2 separate regions of the Cyprinus carpio genome follow, and region 1 is linked to region 2. The links are chromatin contacts, called in public Hi-C maps. All regions are on one chromosome and are shown on one strand. Each heading gives the region's core, a stretch centred on a gene start, on an enhancer-like site or on the middle of the called end of the contact. The rest is flanking DNA. Distances are from core to core; before and after follow the strand shown.

Region 1 (5,741 bases), core at 1,662-4,161, 89 kb after region 2:
TTTCATTATTTATTGTTTTCATTTTAAAATGATTTATTTTTTACATTTTTGCATTTTTAAGATACAATTCATTTTTAGTGTTTTATTTTGGTTGTTTTAATTTTAACATTAATGGTTTTAATTTTTACTTTTTTATGATTTAATTCATTTTTCGTACTTTTTCATTGCTTTTATATTACTTTTTAATTTTTATGACTTAATTCATTTTTAGTATTTTATATCGTTTTCATTTTAAAATTGTTTATTTTTAGGATTTATTTCATTTTAGTATTTCATTGTTTTCATTTTAAAATTATTTATTATTTAAATTTTTAAAATTTTAAGATACAATTCATTTTAGTGTTTTATTTTGATTGTTTTTATTTTAATTTTTTTTATATATATTTATAATTTATTTCAATGTATTTTTATTTTCATATTTAAGTTATATTTTAATTTAGCATTTTTAGAATTATTTTTTTTTTATTAGTGTTTAATTTGGATTGCTGATTATTTAATTAAATATTAGCTTGTCATTAACTTTTTGAACCCCCTGCAATTCTCTCATATTTTAGCTGATATACTGGTCTATCACTACTTGTGATTTTTATTATTATTTTATTTTTTTGCACTGGTTTTACTCAGAACTAGTATATAAACAACCAGCTCTATAGTAGCTACTTACTTTAGGTCAGGAAAACACAATTCTATTAACTCATCATAGACCAAAAAAAAAAATTAGTTTAAAGGCGTTTTGCTGAAATGTGAAAGTAATTTTTCTAAACATGATGAAAATGCATACACGTGTGTTGTTTCATGTGACTTGCTGAGCAAAACAAAATTGCAATGACCAATGCCATTACCGATATCTAGAAAAAAACTAGAGAAAAAAAATACTGTGCACATAATACAAATTCAGTAAAGGAAATGAGATGCACAAAAAATGCTATGCAACACAGTTATTTTACACACTATTTGCACCACTTTTTACTATTTTACACTACTTTTGATCGGTTAATTGATGCCGATATATTCTCTAAATTGTCAAATATCGGTCTGGCTGACACCCATCACTAGTTAGGAAGACAATGTTGCCCTAAACACACATAGCCAGCTGTTTCTGCCCAGAGGAAAAAGGCGTTTTCCTTTTAAACCCTGAGGGACGATACAAGGTAGCAACATCCTGCATGCTAAACTAATCTCAGTTAAATGCTATGCCACCACACACACACACACACACACACACACACACACACACACATATATACAACTGAACTTCCTGTCACAGCTGCTGAAATCGCAGGCCGTCTTCCTGCGCAGCTAAAACAACAGGATTGCACGCCGTCATATAGATGCATTATGAGGAGAAATCTTGTGGTTATATGTTACAGAATGATTAACAATCTAATCACACAGTGCAAGTCGAGCCGAACTATCAGGTGCACTGCAAATAATGTACAAAACGCCTTTTATGTGAGCCAGATGTTGTATTCACACGGTTAAATCTCTCGTGATGACAATGCAGCGGTCGCAAACCAAACATAATGACGAGTGATGTCAGCCGTAATTCACTCAAACGCTGTGATCTCACAGTCTGGCGGCTGTCGCTCAGCACCGGCTCTAAAAATACCCTGGCCCCGCGCACTGTCATTTCCACTGCCCCGGGACGCACAAAATACAGTATCGCTCGCACACAGAGCTGCCAGAACACATCAGCAAATTACTGAGATTCCCCAGCACAATGAAGCTCTGTTTGCTCTCTGATCACATTCAAGGATGAGGAGCTCGACTGACATGCAGAACATCAAACTGGTGTAATCATTAGTGTGAGGGGATATATATACTTTTTTATTTCATTGTGCTTTCATATAATTTCCTACCATTCAATTAATGTACTCAATATCAATATTAATTCTAAGCATGATCTACTGCAGCCTATTGAATCATAACATACAGTATGTATCATGATGTGATGTGTATCATTATATTAAAAACATTACTTCCAAATTAATGTCCAAATTATGTGAAACCCTGTCCAAAATGTACTAATGAACTAATAATGCAACAATCCCTCAATAAGCCTAAGGAAAGTCAATTGAATAAAAGGTTGCAATTCAAATTTTGATGCAAGTTTGTTTGAGGGATTGTGTGGGATTTATACATTTATTTTTCCAAATAATCACACATTAAAAAAAATAAATAAATAAACATTTTCCCACATTGCTTGAATAATCTGCCTGCAAAAAAATACATAATGTAAAATAAAATGATGAAACAAACAAAAAATTGTTTAAATAAATCTGATATTACCATGGTACGCTGTCCAAAAAGTACAGAAATGCTCTAATATATGTACTAAAAATCATGTTCAATAAAAAATAAATATCATTACAATGGTACATCTCCAAAAAAACATAGTATTACTCTGGTACACACCCATAAAGTGATAAAAACAAAGCACATCTCCAAAAATAAACACAGTATTACTATGGGGCATACCCATAAAGCATGGTAAATATTTTGTAAATCTAATAAAAATTAAAATAAAAAAAAATATATATATCGAATTTATTGTTTTATATTTCCTTCATGTATTTTTCAAAGCAATGCTTATGCTCTGCAAACAATCCATACATTACAATACCACTATTTTATCATTTATTCTTATATACTAAATCTATATTTATATATAATACTTAGTGATAACTTTTGTTGATTGAAATAGCTGAGCTTGTAGAATAACACAAACTGTCATCAAATCCTGCTGCTGTACCCTTGATAAACAGAAACTCTGTGTAAAACACAACACAATGGGTTTGTGCTGAAGTAGTGTGGCATAAACTTTAGAAACTGACGTCAACATAAACCTCCGAAGTCACTAGATTCGATCCAATGAATCCGACGCGCGTCACAATCAGCGCGCACACATATCGGATCCAAATCCATCAGATTTAGAGCAGTATTCCTCATGAAGGCATGGCACGGTCGATCCAGCACAGGAACGCTCATATTAATGGTTTACAGTGACAGTTTGTTTCTTTCTAACAGATGTGTGAAGGCATGAATGCGCGCTACTCACTCGTTTATTGTGAGATCGTCTGCGGTGATATTCCAGAAGCCGCTTTTCCCGTCTTCTCCAATCGATCCTCTCTCATTCCTGCTTTTCATTCCCTCTCATTCCAACATGGCTGACGGGCAGAACCCAGCCCACTCCTGCTCCACACACACACACACACATACACACTCCTCCCAGTCCCGAATGAATGAACACCGCTGGAGTCGCGCACCAGACTTTGGCCACTGGCGCCGGGTTAGTCCGATTCATTTAGCGAATCGATTCGCTCGAACGGTCAAATGAACGCTCTCGCCGATTCTTTTGAATTCAAATGTATACGACCTTAAAGGGCTAGTTCACCAAAAAATTATAATTCTGTCATTGTGTGTAAGAATGTCGGTAAAACAGTCCATGTGACATGAGTTGCTTTTTGTGCACAAAGAAAACAAAAATAACAATTTTTTCAACAATTATTCTTTCAGAGTTACTATCTTCTACCATTTTGGAGAGTATCAGGATGCAATTATTCTACATTAACTGAAATAATAAATAACTGCAAATAATTTTATTCAGATCGGGACTTCAAATTGCGTATCGCAAATCAATTTATTTAGGTTGGGACTTCGGAGCGGGTTCGCAAATCATTTGATTCAGATTGAAATTTCGCAGCTGGTTCGCGAATCATTTCGTGAATTGGTTGATTGAGATCTGCGCTCCGAAGTCATGATCTGAAACATTGGTTCGCGTATCATTATTCAGATAGGACCTCTGGGATCGTGAATCATTCGATTTAAAGGGTTAGTTCACCCAAAAATGAAAATTACCCCATGATTAACTTACCCTCGAGCCATCCTAGATGTATATAACTTTCTTCTTTTAGACAAATACAATCAGAGTTATATTAAAAAAAAAACAACTTCCTGGCTCTTCTAAGCTTTATAATGGGAGTGGATGGTAGCCCATCCGCTGGACACCACTCTCTCGTGAACGCGCATATGACAGTTAGCGGAAGCTAGAGATTAATATTTATTAAGTTGTAAATATGGATATTTTTCTTACACAAACGCATCATGTTGCTTCAGAAGGCCTTTATTAACCCACCGGAACCGTGTGGAGTTCTTTTATAATGGATTGGTTAAATTCTTTGGACTTCATGGGTTAATTTTCATTTTTGGGTGAACTATACCTTTAAATCAGAGCTCAGAGCGGGCTCGCGAATCTTTTGATTCAGATCTGAACTTCGAGGTGCGGAACGCGAATCATTCAGAACTGCGGAGCAGGTTCGCGATTCATATCGCAAATTCAGATGGGTATCATTTGAATTAGATCGGAACTTCGGAGCGGACTCGCGAATCTTTTGATTCAGATTGGGACTTTGGCGCTCGTATCGCGAATCTTTTTTTCTGATTTCTTTTTTTATTAAACAGTATATCAAATATCAAACTAGACAGTACAGTAATAAAACCAAATCAAAGAAAAAATAAAGAAAGTGCATACAAATACAAAATGAACCATGGTTTTACTATAGTAGATTATCTTCTTCCTAAACAGGCTTCACTTACAGTTGAGCGATTGATAAAAGTTTTGCGAAACGGTTCGATCGAATCATTCCGAGGAATCAGTTCAAAAGATGGATTCGTTCGCTCACTGGGCAAACACGCCTGGACACAATGGAGTAGCCTGACTATGAATGACTCTCATGAGTTGAACAGTGGACGTTTGTGTTTGTGGTCTCTATAGGGACTCAGTGTCCATCTGAGAGAGCACATTGCTCAAGAAGAGACTGTTTTCTGTGTCTGAATAGAGCAGCTGTTCTATTCTATTCAATTTGAGAATATGAACTATGGAAATTCAGTGATAGCAAATCACTGAATCACTTTGGAAAGTCAGTCATACCAAATCAATTAATAATGTTTGGCGTGGCACATAATGTCTATTGGGTTTTAAAAACCCTTAATTCAGCAATTTATTCCATTGTCACGCCCTGAGGAGTCTCATTCTTGTGTGGTTACTGTACTGATATCAGCAGCTTTTCATGATCATGTGATTGTTGCTCCTTTATATGCTGATCTGGGATCAGCTCTTCAAGATTAAACCATAAACATAATCACCATGGGTGAAACCACATCTGTTTGATCTCAGATCAGCAGAACTGTGGCTTTGCTGACTTTTATAATCATGTTCATCAAATAAAAGCATTATGGACCCACCTAAATGAGTCACGTCTAGGCAGGAGTGAGTTCTCTGAAATACTGATGAATCGATCGGATCACAGCTGAAGGAGAGACTTTCTTCTAGTGAATGTGATTTCTCTCCTGTTCCACAGAAATCTGACTCCTCTTCCTCTTTCTATTGGGGGAAATTATACCCCTCAGTTATCTTCAAACTTGAAATGAGCTCTGAACAATGTCCAAACATAAAGAGCATTCACACAAGACAAATATTAGTTCATAGATAACAGCATCAAACAATCATCCGGTTGTAAATCATAAAAAGAACATTATTAAAGTTTAGGAGCTTCTGAACTTCTGCAGGTTTCAGGAAGTTTAGGACTGATTCCATTAACATTTAATAAGAATTTAACAATTATTCAAATAATATTAATCTCAAAACTATAAATAATGTCAAATATTAATAATTGCAACATATTTTTACATTCATACTTTCCTGTTTGTTAATTCAGTTGATATAGAGTAGAATAATTTAA
Region 2 (5,697 bases), core at 2,588-5,087:
AACAGCCAAAAAATACATTGTACGGGTCAAAATTATTGATTTTTCTTTTATGCCAAAAATCATTAGGATATTAAGTAAAGATCATGTTCCATGAAGATATTTAGTAAATTTCCTACTGTAAATATATCAAAACTTAATTTTTGATTAGTAATATGTATTACTAAGAACTTCATTTGGTCAACTTTAAAGATGATTTTCTCAATATTTTGATTTTTTTGCACCCTCAGATTCCAGATTTTCAAATAGTTGTATCTCAGCCAAATATTGTCCTATCCTAATAAACCATACATCACTGGAGAGATTATTTATTCAGCTTTCAGATCATGTATAAATCTCAGTTTTGAAAAATGTATCCTTATGACTGGTTTTGTGGTCCAGGGTCACATATTTTAAGATGTATTGTAATATAGTGCATTATCCTCTAAGTATATACAGTTCCAAATACAGCTTATCACAAATAATTGGATATGGTTGCATCACTTATAATCTAAGCCAAATGATTTATTTAAATGATCAGATATGATAGATCTGATCTGATATGAAGTGTTGGTGTGTGTCTCAGTGCTGTGGAGGTGTTTCAGCACCATCGTGATCTTCCTGTATCTGCTGGATGAGCAGACCAGTCTGCTGGTTCTGGTTCCTGCTGGGATCGGCTCTTTGATCGAGGTACAGTGACACCCGTGTTTTTGTGGTCTCTGCTGCAGATTTCTTTCCATCAAGTGGACGTAATGAGCATGCACCTGCAGCTTTGTGAGTGCCTGCGCTCTTGTTGTTTTTCAGGTGTGGAAAGTGAAGAAAGCGTTTAAAATACACGTCATATGGAGGGGCTTGACTCCCACATTCCTGGTAAACTCTTTGTGGTTTTATTTCTAATAGTTAACTGTGATTATTCTCTAACTATATCTCGTTTGTGGTCTGTCCTTCAGTTTGGGAAGTTGGACGAATCAGAGAAACGAACAGAGGAATATGACACACTGGTGAGTGCCACACCGCAGTCTTCTGGTGATGTTGAGATATGAATCTAAAGATGTATTTGATTGTTGTTGGTCTGAGCAGGCGATGAAGTATCTGTCATATCTGCTGTATCCTCTGTGTATCAGCGGAGCCGTTTACTCTCTTGTGTTCGTCAAGTACAAAAGGTAAAACAGAGTATTAAACACTTTTTATTTTTTTGCTGAAAAAGTTATCTGAAGTGCACCACTGATGAATATGTTTGTTGTGTTTGAACAGCTGGTACTCCTGGATTATTAACAGTTTAGTCAATGGTACGTTTCACTTTAGAGCTTTCTCTGACTGATTGATTCATTTAGAAACAGTCATGATGGAAGTGTAATTGATCGTTGTTGTTCTCATTCAGGGGTGTATGCCTTTGGATTCCTCTTTATGCTGCCTCAGCTCTTTGTAAATTACAAGGTTTGCTCAGTCTTAAACACTTCTTGCATTCAGAATAATGAAATAATGTTTGATTTAATGATCAATGCATTTGTGTTAACAGCTGAAATCTGTCGCTCATCTGCCCTGGAAAGCCTTCATGTACAAGGTGAGAGACGATAGCACAGTTCTCTGATGCTGTCTGCATTATTAATGTATGATATGTGAAGAAACATTATTTGTTTCGGTAAGTAATACTGCTTTTAAAGTAATGTCTTTAAAATCATGGCTCTGAATTAAAAAAATAAAATAAATAAATAAATAAATAATATAAAAAAAAAATACAAAAAAAAAAAATATATATATATATATATATATATAGATATATATATATATATATATTATATATATATATATATTATATATATATATATGATAAATAGTATTAATATTTACTTTTATAAATAGTAATATATATACAATATTTAAACATATTTAATTTTATATACAGTTTATCTTTATTGTTTCTTTTTTTAAATTCTTTTAACTTTTTAATCTTGTGTAACAATTCTCTATATTTTCTGTTGTGCATTATGCATTGTTTTAAATACATTTTTATTATTATTATTTTAAATAAACTAACATAAAAACCAACAAATGAATAAAGTAATATATTACATTATTTGTCAGATTCAATAAATCATATTTTTTATATCATATTTTTTTCTTATACTTTTAATTATTTTTATCTAAACAAACTTTTTCTGTGCAACAGGTTTTTTCCTCCTATATAACAAATTTCCTTATTTTCTATTGTGCAATATTTTGAATACACTTTTATTATTTTCTAAATAAAACAACATAAAATCTAACAAATTAATAAAATTAATATATCATATCAGGTGTCAGGCTTAATAAATTTTATAAATTTATAAAAATATATATTTATAAAAATTATATAAAAAATATAATTTATAAAAATTATAAATATTTTTTATTATTTTATTATTTTAATTTATTTTTAAATGTTTTTATTTTTCCTTCACAAAGGGATTATTTTGTAATGTAGCAGTTCTCCATTTTTCCTATTGTGTATAAATATCTTTTAAATAAAATAACAAAATCTATCAATTTAATAAAATTATTTCTCATATTAGTTGTCTGATTTAATAAATTAATTATTGACTGCTAATATTGACAGTTCTATAGGTTTGTGTTTCAGTAATAGAGTCCTTATGATTTTGACACTTATGTTTCTCAACAGGCTTTTAATACGTTTATCGATGACGTCTTTGCATTCATCATCACGATGCCCACGTCCCATCGGTTAGCATGTTTCAGAGATGACGTGGTGTTCCTCGTATACCTCTATCAGAGATGGTGAGAAACCACAGTCAAACACTGATCCAGAGCTGATGTTTATAGATGTCTCATGAGATGTTGATGTGGTTTCAGGCTGTATCCAGTGGATAAAACCAGAGTGAACGAGTACGGCGTGTCTTACGATGAAAAGCCCAAAGGAAAATCCCATAAAGACTGACGTCCTCACAACAGAACAGCTCAGCGTTATCTTCAGATCAGTCATCGGGTTCAGTAATATAAGGACAATACTGCATTTGTCTGTCTCTGCTAATCAGAGAGACTGAACCGTTTTCTCGCTGTCGACTCGACCGCAGCGCAAACGGTTGCTCTATCTCCTTCAATTATAAGACGAGAAGTAAAACTATGAAAAGCTTGGTTTAATTTTACAGAATGTATTTCGATGGGACCATTTATTCAGTCTCAGATAGTGTTTTGAAACCAAGACCATATCTCAAGGGTGCCAAAAGACCAGAGTTTCAGATTAATCATGTGATTTGTTTTGAATATGGATTAATTTTAGGAACATGACTGTTGCTTGTGTGTTCAGAGAGAATGATGTATGTTTGTTTTTGTGTTTCATTCCATTAAAAGTGTTTCTGTGATTCAACTGCTTAATTACAGAGACTTAATTAAACAGTTTATTCCTTCTATTGCCTTCATTTCTTTATGTGGCTTTTATGCTTTTCAATTGTTGTTTTTTTTTTACTATATTTACTATTGAACTATGACCTATTATTGCCTACTAAAAAGATATATGTATTCATATATATATATATGTACTAAGTGCAAGTATTGTGCTATAGTACCATGTTTTTTAAACAGAATATGGTAATTTTTTAGTAGCATGGTATTAACATCTGATGAAATCGCTGCAGCTGAGAGCTTTTTTGTTGTTATTGTTTGTTTGTTTAAAAGACGAATTATTATTGAATTCATTCATATTTTAAGAAAGTTAGATTTTATGTTTTGCTTTTTACGCATTTCCTAGTTATATATTAATTCAGTGCTCTCATAAACACGCGGCTATACACAAAATAATTGACAGAAGAAACGAGCCAATCACAGCTTCCGTTCTCTACGCAGATCCCGCCCACTGAAGTGACGCACGAGGCTATATAAGCGATCGCTCCGCCCCCGTTCGGCCCTTTCCGTTCACTGGCATCGCTGTGTTTGAGGTGCTCGGTTCTTCTCACGAAGCTAAGGCCTTTGAATCCGGCGACTAGCACCGTCAAATTTAGGCATCCACGTCTAAAACCTTAACCTGCTGAAAGAACAATGGCATCTGTGTCCGAGCTGGCCTGTATTTACTCCGCTCTCATCCTCCACGATGATGAAGTTACAGTCACGGTGAGTGTGAGGGGTTTGAGCCGCGGCGTGAACATCCGGGACACCGGCACTCCGTCTCCTCAGATATGACACTTATGTGATTATGCGCGGTTTATGTTTCCATATAGCTTAGTTTACTATTTACAGGTCCAGTGTGGCGTTAGAAGCTTAATCTGATGTGTTTATAAGTGAAAACAACAGTTTGAAAGCGTTGTGAGTAACTAGTAGAGAAGCGCGCGCGGTTTCTGTGTGTCCTTGTTTGTTAGCTTATTTTACAGTCTTACTCAAAGCAGCTCACGTGTTTTACTTTTACACACTGAGACTGTGATATTTATCATACAGTATACAGTATTATCACCTTGTAACACTTCTGTACCGTGATAATGTCACAGTACTGAAGTACATTGCATGATCTGTAGACCATTACAGTGACGTCACACGTGTCTGCATGTGATGCTATGATATTTATTTGATATAATTGATTATATTAGTTCTAGAGTATCTGCTACTACTGTGTTTTGTTTGACAGCACCATGATTCTCATCTTGATATCACCACTTTATCTTTGTACTGCCACAGTAGTAATTTTGTTAGGAAAGCATCCAGATATGGTCATAAACTGCTGTTTTTATTCTCTTTTGGTGGTTTTTGCAGGAGGACAAGCTGCTGGCTCTGATCAAGGCCGCCGGTGTGTCCATCGAGCCCTTCTGGCCCGGTCTCTTCGCTAAGGTGCGTTTATTTCCCGGTCCAATTGAACAGTCATGTTGTAGTGCATCTTGAGTCTGAGCTTGAAGTGTGTTGGGGTGAGGTCTGATGTCACTTCCTGTGCTCAGGCTCTGGCCAGCGTGGACATCGGCAGTCTGATCTGTAACGTTGGTGCCGGCGGTGGAGCCGCTCCGGCCGCCGCCGCTGCTGCTGCCGCTCCTGCAGGTGGAGACGCTCCAGGTAACGTCTCGCTCCCCTTCAGACGCTTCCAGGTGTTTAATACGCACCGAGAGTCACTTTCTGAACTTGTGTTCTGTTTGCGTTACAGCCAAAGAGGAGGAGAAGAAAGAGGAAAAGAAAGAAGAGTCTGAGGAGTCTGACGACGACATGGGCTTCGGTCTGTTTGACTAAAGCAGCTCTTTTAATAAAAAAACATTTGAAACTCTCAATACTGTGTGTGTCGTTGCTGGGTCGGGGTTAACCAAACTATTCACTTGTCCTAAAGAATATTACCTTTGTGTTCACTTTGTTCCTGAGTTTTTAAAAACATAATACGAGCTGCTAATGTCTCATTGGTTTTTTTAATGTAAGTTCAAGCATGTTATGGGTGACTCTTTACAATAAGGGTTCATTTGTTAGTGTTTGATAATTACATAAACTAATAAAGTATTAGGCATTTATTAATCTTAATGTTAACTTTGGAGTTTAATGCACTACTCAAAAGATGAATGTTAATAGCTCTGAGAACTAACAATGTTAATAAAAATTGAGTTGTTTGTAAATACTGTAACATATAAATGGCTCATTATTAATATTAACGGTTTAAGATTTTATTGTTAAATGTTACAATATTTTTACTGTGCACCATTTCGTTCTATACATAAAACCTTGCTCGTGGAAACTCGGAAATGTAAGTTTCTAACGAATCTTATG

Evidence for each region. A called contact is a pair of places that touch in the nucleus more often than the background predicts.
Region 1: a Hi-C map of skeletal muscle shows a contact between it and region 2, with 4 times the contacts expected there. The contact joins the enhancer-like site here to the promoter of rplp1 in region 2. A contact is called at or near these places in 4 of 8 Hi-C or Micro-C datasets (liver and skeletal muscle).

What each region holds. Positions count from the first base shown.
Region 1 is chrB19:25,825,985-25,831,725 of ASM1834038v1, forward strand. No RefSeq gene overlaps it. Among protein-coding and RNA genes, the nearest start is that of LOC109111567, 33 kb to the left of the region's middle. Within about 2 kb of position 2,912, at least 7 of the 8 cell types and tissues checked have an H3K27ac peak or open chromatin away from gene starts, as enhancers often do. A contact at or near this core is called in liver and skeletal muscle, where this site is marked.
Region 2 is chrB19:25,735,664-25,741,360 of ASM1834038v1, forward strand. It overlaps rplp1 (60S acidic ribosomal protein P1), which reads left to right and starts at 3,838. Exons shown (of 4, transcript XM_019107107.2): 1 at 3,838-4,080; 2 at 4,714-4,788; 3 at 4,893-5,004; 4 at 5,093-5,213. The coding sequence starts at 4,009. The coding sequence ends at 5,175. clptm1l (cleft lip and palate transmembrane protein 1-like protein) reads left to right here. Exons shown (of 17, transcript XM_042744984.1): 9 at 563-666; 10 at 781-846; 11 at 927-977; 12 at 1,057-1,139; 13 at 1,231-1,265; 14 at 1,358-1,413; 15 at 1,496-1,540; 16 at 2,636-2,751; 17 at 2,827-3,381. The coding sequence ends at 2,911.